Linked DNA regions of Drosophila melanogaster: region 1 is linked to region 2. Evidence: chromatin contacts called from public Hi-C data. All regions are on one chromosome and are shown on one strand. The core of a region is the stretch at or near the end of the contact, and the rest is flanking DNA. Distances in the headings are between cores, read along the strand shown.

Region 1 (4,042 bases), core at 1,047-3,546, 180 kb after region 2:
ACATTTAAATTGTTTTCAATATAATCTGCATGTCCTGTCCACCGAGTGAGCAATGTTCGAGTGTGTGTGCTGCACTAAATGAAAGCAGAGCTCAGACAATGGGAATCCTGGGATCAGGACACTTATGGGCACGGGCTACGTGCTCCCAAGGATATGCGACATGTGCCACAGTTCACATGTCCGAAGTCATCAAACAAATCACTCAGAGATATTGATTCAAGGAGGTAAACACTGCAGAAAACATTCGATTCAATTAAAATATACTCCAATTAGCATGATACTCATTTTACATATTTTCTTAAACATTTAGTATTTATTTAATATAAGCTTATAATTATGCTAAATATAAATTATATATAGATTATTTGAAATGTTCATCTTGTGTATCTTCAAAATATCGAAACTTAAAAAATTACACGAGTATAGTCCTGCTTATTTGATGATTCAGAAATTGTTTTAATATATGATTACTTTACATAACGTTTTGGTATGATTGGATTGCATTTATGTTGTTTTCAATTGAAGAATAACTATTTGCAACTTTTAAACCAATCACAATTTGGCTCTTTAGAAATTCAATTTTTAAAAGCATACATTTTAAATTTCATGGATGAATTCTTTATTCTCAAATGCATTTCTTTCATGTGAATCCTTTCGTATTCCAGATCCCCAGACTCATGAAGTGGGTGTAGAATTTCGTGGCGCCGCCAAGAGCGTCCAGAAATTGAGTACCGATCAGGAGTTTGGGCATTCGGACACTTTTCCCAAAAATACCCGGTGCATTTTCATTTTCCTATGCAAATGACACATTGCTACACACACATTTACATATGCGTTCGTTTGTAAGTACCGAAAAAAGTGCCACATGTGCGTCTCTTTTGACTTTGAGATGCACTCGCATTTATAATAAATGGCAGCGCGTTAACACCCCAAAACATCAAAATACTCATTTTACAAAAATTCCCCAAAAACGTTCAGTTCCCCTCCCCACCCCGCCCGCTCCACATACCATTAATTAGAACGCACTCGACTCGAGGACCCTCAAATGGACCGGCCACGCCCCCTTCCTTGGATCGAATGGAATCGGATTGTTTGTTTGTTTTTTCTCCTATTTCGGTATCTTGTTACGATTAGCTAGTCCCAATTAGCTGCGATTTTCGTGATTTGGCCTTGAGATATTGGAGCATTAAGCACTTTTATGGGAAATGTACAATGCATATATCAAGCTATTTTTAAAAAAACACACACACACTGTAATGATTAAATGTTGTTGATGTTACCAATAACGTACGGATTAGTTTTCTTAAATAAAATTAGATTTTGGCTTTATATACTTGCAGACCTTCTAAAATAATTTAATTTGATTACTTTTTAGATTTTCCAAGTCCTTACACCACCCAAAATTTAAATGCACATTAAAATATCAAACTTTTTGTTTATTGGGAGCCAAGATAGAAAAGCAAATATGTTTATTAAAATATAAAAACATGCTTATATTTGTTTGCTGTATGTTATTTTTTGTAGTTTGATGTGACATAGATTATATTTATTTCAGCTGGGCTTATAAAAAAGGTTTTATGTTTTTGTTATTTTAATATTGAAAATTCTCTTTTAAAATTTCAAAGAATAATTGGAAGCGGATCAAATAAAACACTAAACTACTCAATATTAAAGAGATTGTATACCCACTCGTCTTGAAAAACATATCTTTATATGCCTGCAAATTTTCTTAAACATTATATTTAATTAATTAAATTAATGTTTGATTTTTTGAGATTGTAGAAAAATGTTCCAATTCTTCCCACGAATGTATGCCCAGACGTATTTTGACCAGTTATTATGATAGCAAATCTTCAGCAACTCTTTTCTAGTTTTTCCAATTATTTCTGTATTGTACTTTTTTATCAAAATCGGAAAATTCTTAGCCAACTTTGGCTACAATATCCAATTGGGAAGCCTTTCGATCGTGGTCCGCCATGAAATCGCTTCCAACGTCGACAGAGAGGGGTCGGCAGAAAGAGAGCGTCGACTTACTTTCCAGTGCTTGGAGGTGGGCGTTCTCAACGAACAAAGCAACAACAGCCCCAGAGAGTCTACCCTTCTCACTCGTTACCAGACCACTCACAGACGTGCAAGCGAGAAGGCTGCTGCTCGTGGCTGCCAGTCTGATTGGAACGCTGGCCAATGGGAGAGCTCCTAACTGGCTGGCTCTCTCGCGGCCCTGCAGCCATCCCGTTTACATCGCTGCTGCCATCTCTGTCACACGCAACCGCGCTGCTCGCTGAGCGGCCGAAAAACAGTTTGTTCCGAAACGCGAATAGGTGCGCATCTTCGCATCTTGGCATCTCCGCCGCGTCGCCCAGTAAACTCGAAAAAAGGCCGAAACGAAAGTACCGACGAACGAGTTACAGTCACCGGATAAGTCACAGTCGGTTATTGAGTCGCAGTCACTGCCGTCGTCACCGTGGAGATACCGCTGACAGGTTGGAACGGAACCCGTTTTTACTGGAGCATTGCCAGCGGATCGGATCGGCAGATGCAACCGACGTAGATAATGAAGTGCGTGCAATAGTTATGATAAAAGTAAATACGAAAAAAAGGGACCCGAAAAGACAGGCAAACCTCTCTAGAAATGTCTCGTTAAATATCAAAAGAAACTCGCCATAAATTCGAAACTATGTTTATTATTATGGATCACATATCAAAAAGTTTCCTAAGCTGACTTTAAAAAATTTCGATACAGTGTGGAAAAAACTGAAATACCAATCAGTGGGTAAACTCGCAAACCAAACTGACACATTCTTTTGACCGAAGACTGAAGAGCCGCGTACATTTGTAAATCTGTTTGCGGCAAACACTTGAATCCAATTTGCTTTGCCCGGCTGTCGTCTGTGTGTGTCTTTTTTTAACCATTTTGGTAACCGGCCGCCAAAGAGTCAAACAGAGTCAATAAAAATCAAGTTAAAACGGATGAAAACGGACGAGCGAAATAAAACAGCAAAGTCACACAAAACAAACAAAACATTTTCCGGCTCCGGCGACATTAACAGAACTGCTCGACATCGACAATTTGTTTTATCAATTTTCAACAAGGCCAGCCAGCAGCAGCAACAACAACAATAGCACAACACCCAACAAGCCAGCAAACAACAAAAGCGCCCAGAGTGCTTAGCCGTCGAGCACGCACGCCAAATCCGCCCAGCCACCCAACCCAACCACCCACTGGCCACCCACTTGAACCTCCCTTAAGCACCCAACACCATCCCCACATCCTTGGCCACCCCTTTTTCGAGGGCTCCGCCAGCATCCGCATCCGCAATCGCAAAAAAAAATAAGAAAACAACAAGCAAACAACGAGGGACGCCCCACAGTGAAGCCCCGGCACAGTGAACTCGCGTGTCGCCGCTCTTTAGGCCAACTCAGCCAGCGAGACAATGGCTGCATATGCGCAGTTTGGATACGCTGGCTACCCGACGGCAAATCAGGTGGGTTTATGCCGGTGGTTTGTTTAGAGATTAACAGTTAACCGTTTTTTTTAAGTCTGTATTGATTAGTAAGCAAACTTAACTTAAGTTTTAAACGGTTATTTAGCACAGACAACAATTTTAAGGAATCTTTTAGTATGGATCCAATATTGTATCTTATATATACATTTATATTTGCTTTGAAAATGTTGCTCCCTTTAGATTTTGTCAATAATATATTCAATTTTAAAAGTAACAAATTCCAAATCAATTAAAAACCTTATCCAAATTTTTTTTTGTAATCTCATAATTTGTGTTCAAACTGAAGGCCATAAATACCATATTATAAAGAGCACTTTGCTTACAATAATTATTGTGAATAGAATCTGAAGATTTATAAATACATTGATTTAAATTGAGTAGAATGCGAAAAACCAGTTGAAAGAGCAAATTTCTGAATTATTGCTACTGGGTGCCTTAAATTTAAATTTAAAACAGATGGCTTAGTCATAACAATTTATATTGGCCATGAAATTAAATTTATTAATTTCGTTATATGTATTTATTATATTTTGATT
Region 2 (3,632 bases), core at 146-2,645:
AATAGCAGTGCCACAAGGGGCAACATTAGTAGTAAAATCAACTAAGAAACCAACGAACTTAACTTAAACGTTAGTGGAGATAAAACATTTGTAGTTCTCGTGCAAAATAAAAAAAAAAAACAATCAAACAATCGGAAAATCAATGAATTTAAAGGCTATTTAAGTTACTTTTAAAGCTTTGGTGCTAAAAATAATAAGACAAACCTGTATTTAAAAATTACAAAAATAATTTGCTGTACGTGAACAAATTAAAAAAAAAAACAATTTAAATAAAATTTTTAGGATTGGGCATTGTAAGAATTTAATTGGATGATAATACATTTTATATGCTGCTGACTTTAATAAAAGTTTATATTTTAAATCCTTATTATCCTTATAATCCTTATACTTGTTAGAAATATAATACAATATATTATTATATAAATATAATATAATGTAATTAGTAAACGAAAGAATGCATAGAAAGTTTCTCAGATGAATTCTGAATTGTATTTGGTTTTGAAAACTGAAAACTGTCAGTTATGATTTTTCATACGTTTTCCCATTCAAAAAATATTACTAAATTTTTTTTAAATAAAACTAACTACTCCTTTTCTGGATGAGCACATTTTCTTTAGAAACTCATATATGATACTTTTACTGAAACTTAAGCCTGTTAAAATTCAAATTAAAGTCGATAAAGTCATTAAAAAGTTTTTTTGTTAAATTAGAAAGGAGCGTTTTGTTCCAATCGAACTCGCATCAACAATAAATTAAAATGTGCCAAACAAGGCTTGTAAAATATTATTTATTTTAGCACTCACCTGTGGTAGCAGCCGTGGGCGAAACGGGCGTGATTGCCGCCGGCTGACCGACGCCTCCCGCGGAACTGCCCAGCAGTTGGAGATGCGACGGCAACGGCACGGCGGCCATGGGCATGATGGCGCCGGGGGATTGAGAGCCGGCGGTGGCGGTAGCGGGAATTGCGGGTGCTGCTCCTGGCAGGGAGACTCTAATGGCTGCAGTTGTCCTTGTGGGTCCGGGTGAGGTGCTGGTTGCCATGCCACGCTTCCAAAAATCTTCAAGCGCCAGCAATGCAATTGATGTGTTTGGCTATTTTTTTTTTCTCAGTGAACAACAGGCGGCATTTTGTGGGCTTTCTGTGTTTCACCGACGGTTTTTTTGAAAGGGATTATTTGTGAAATTTTTGTTTTTTTTTTGGCACGCCACTCGAAAACGCGCACCGAAACCGCTCGCTTGTGTTGCTGTTGCAAGTTGCACGTTGCTGCTTCTGTTGCTGCTTCTGTTGCGGCTGATGTTGCTGTTGCGTCGTGTTGTTGCTGCTGCTGCTGCTGCTGCTGCTCAACGCTCGCTGACTCGACGCGCACCGCACTTCGCACTCAAACTCAACGCCCGCCGACTCGCTGAATGAGACTGAACTCGGAGCCACCGGCAGCGCAATATCTTACTTGGCCAAAACCTGGATCGGGTTGCTATAGCTGTTGTGTTGCTGCATTCTGGTTTGCCTGTGCTTGTGGTCGGTTTGCCACTGAGCATTCAGCCGTGTTTTTTTTTTCCGCCTCTGAGTGTGTGTGTGTGTGTGGGGGGGTGCGTTAGTGTGTGTGTGCTCGCTTTGAGCGTCGCCCCATTGAGCAGTTTGCTGAGGAAATGAGAGGCAAAATCGGAGGTGGAAAAAAATATGCCGAGAAAAGCGTAGCAGTTGTAAAAGTTCAATAATTAATTACTCGGGCATTCGATTTCAGTGCATTGTTTATCAAAAACTTTCTGGCCCGAACTGCGCTACCAGTTGCTTTCGGCCTTTTAATTGAGCGGCGTTTTTGTTTGGTAATACATACGTGGTGTTGGCCAGTTGGAAAAGTTGTTATATGGAAATGCCGACACCACGAATCGGCTGTCAATCATCGATCACCAAAGGAAGCACTGAAAGAAACACTCAGCTTGAGTGATTTTAGGGAAAGTAAATAAAACACAATAAGATATGATATTATATGATATGCTGCCTAATCCTTTAATACAATTGGAAAATTGTGTCTATATAAAGATGTAATATTAAGTTCTATAATAATGTGCCATTAATGTTATTACAATTTTTATATATATTTGTTTTCTGACTATTGTATTGATTAATTCATGAGATAAACATTCAAAGGGCTGTAGGCGGTAAACTATTTAATATATCATGTTTGCATTTAAATACGTTTATATGTGATGTGTGCAAACTATACATAACAAAAAACAGTTTTCTCTTTATCCCAAAATCCGATAATTTTAAATCGTTTAAATTTAATATGAAATGTTAAATTTTTTTGCGTGATTCCCATATCCTTGGCTCCCGTACACTGAACCCCTTCTTCTTCTGTTTCTTCCCCAAAATCGAGGATGAGCAAAAAGCGCATTACACGGGACATTGGCGGACATTAGTGACTTGGCCGGACGAGAAACCAATGAATCCACGTTGGACGCGACTCCACTCATTTTGGCCAACCACCGCGGTGGTTACTAGCCAAGTGGGGTGTGCAGTTTGGGTGGCAAGGAGGTGGTAAGCAGCGACGTAACCGATTAACTAGGTGGAGAAAAAGAGAGCGAGATAAGGCTGCGCAGCAAAGGAGACAGAGCGAGAAGGAAAGCGCAATATGCATTGCGATTGCAGTGGAGTGACAGGAGCGGCACGAGGTGAAGATGGGTCGGCTAATTGATTTATTTCGCCCACTGTTCCCCTCTCACTCCCACTTGTTCGCTGGTTGGCTGAGTTACAGAAATCAGGAGCCGTGTAATAATGGCCGCCAACTTTTAAGTCTGTGTATGTACATATGCATGCATGTGTATTTGGGCCCTTTAACGTGAAATGATTTTTGCACAGCCAGAGGTGTTGTTATTGCAACTCCCCACTGCAGCGGCACTTCTCTATCCCCCCTTTCTTTTCCAGTGGGTGTGACAGAGAGGCGGCGAACGGACAACCTCCCACACTGATAATGGAAAATAATCAATTTTAATGGCCTATAATTTCGCAGCGCAAAATAACAATGATTCTACGGAGATAGAGAGGCACAAGTTTTGCCATTCAAAATGCACAGCCATGCACGCAGCGCACATAACTTTTGCCAACGCAGGCGTACTAATTTATTTATGTTGATAGAAGACCAGGCAAAAGTTGCTTCCACTAAAAAATATACATATATATGTATATATGACAAGAAAGAAAAAAAACAGATTAAAAGAGAGGGAGATCGCGTTGAGCTCGACTCACCTTCACCTTACATAATTTGAGACAAACTCAAGTTAGCTGGCCAACTGAGTGAGAGCGAGTGAGAGGCGTGTCTGAAGAGCAGACGCGCAGCTGCGCACTAGCTATAGAGTTGTCTTTCTTGCTCCCTTGGTAACTGGAATACCTAGTTATGCCCAATGGGAGAACACTAAGAAAACTCAAAGAAAGGCAAAGTGCCAGTGATTGTCAGAAGGGGGGGCTGAAAGGGGGCCTAGTGTTGATCGGATGTTAAGCAGCGGAATTAACTCGCGCTGCCCAGCCCCTCCACTTCCCCCTTCTGATTGATTTCGGCCTGCATGATTGATTAGATTAATAACGCGGCTAATTAAACATTTATCACTGTATCTAACAAACCGCCCGAGGGGGC

The links. Hi-C and Micro-C count contacts between places; a contact is called where the count stands out from the background.
Region 1: a contact with region 2 is called in a Hi-C map of the Kc167 cell line, with 1.8 times the contacts expected there. A contact is called at or near these places in 22 of 107 Hi-C or Micro-C datasets (the Kc167 cell line, the S2 cell line, brain and 6 more).

Annotation. Positions count from the first base shown.
Region 1 is chr3L:12,607,335-12,611,376 of dm6, forward strand. caup (caupolican) reads left to right here and starts at 2,297. Exons shown (of 5, transcript NM_079322.3): 1 at 2,297-3,485. The coding sequence starts at 3,435.
Region 2 is chr3L:12,431,273-12,434,904 of dm6, forward strand. It overlaps toe (twin of eyg), which reads right to left and starts at 1,396. Exons shown (of 6, transcript NM_079317.3): 1 at 804-1,396. The coding sequence starts at 1,041.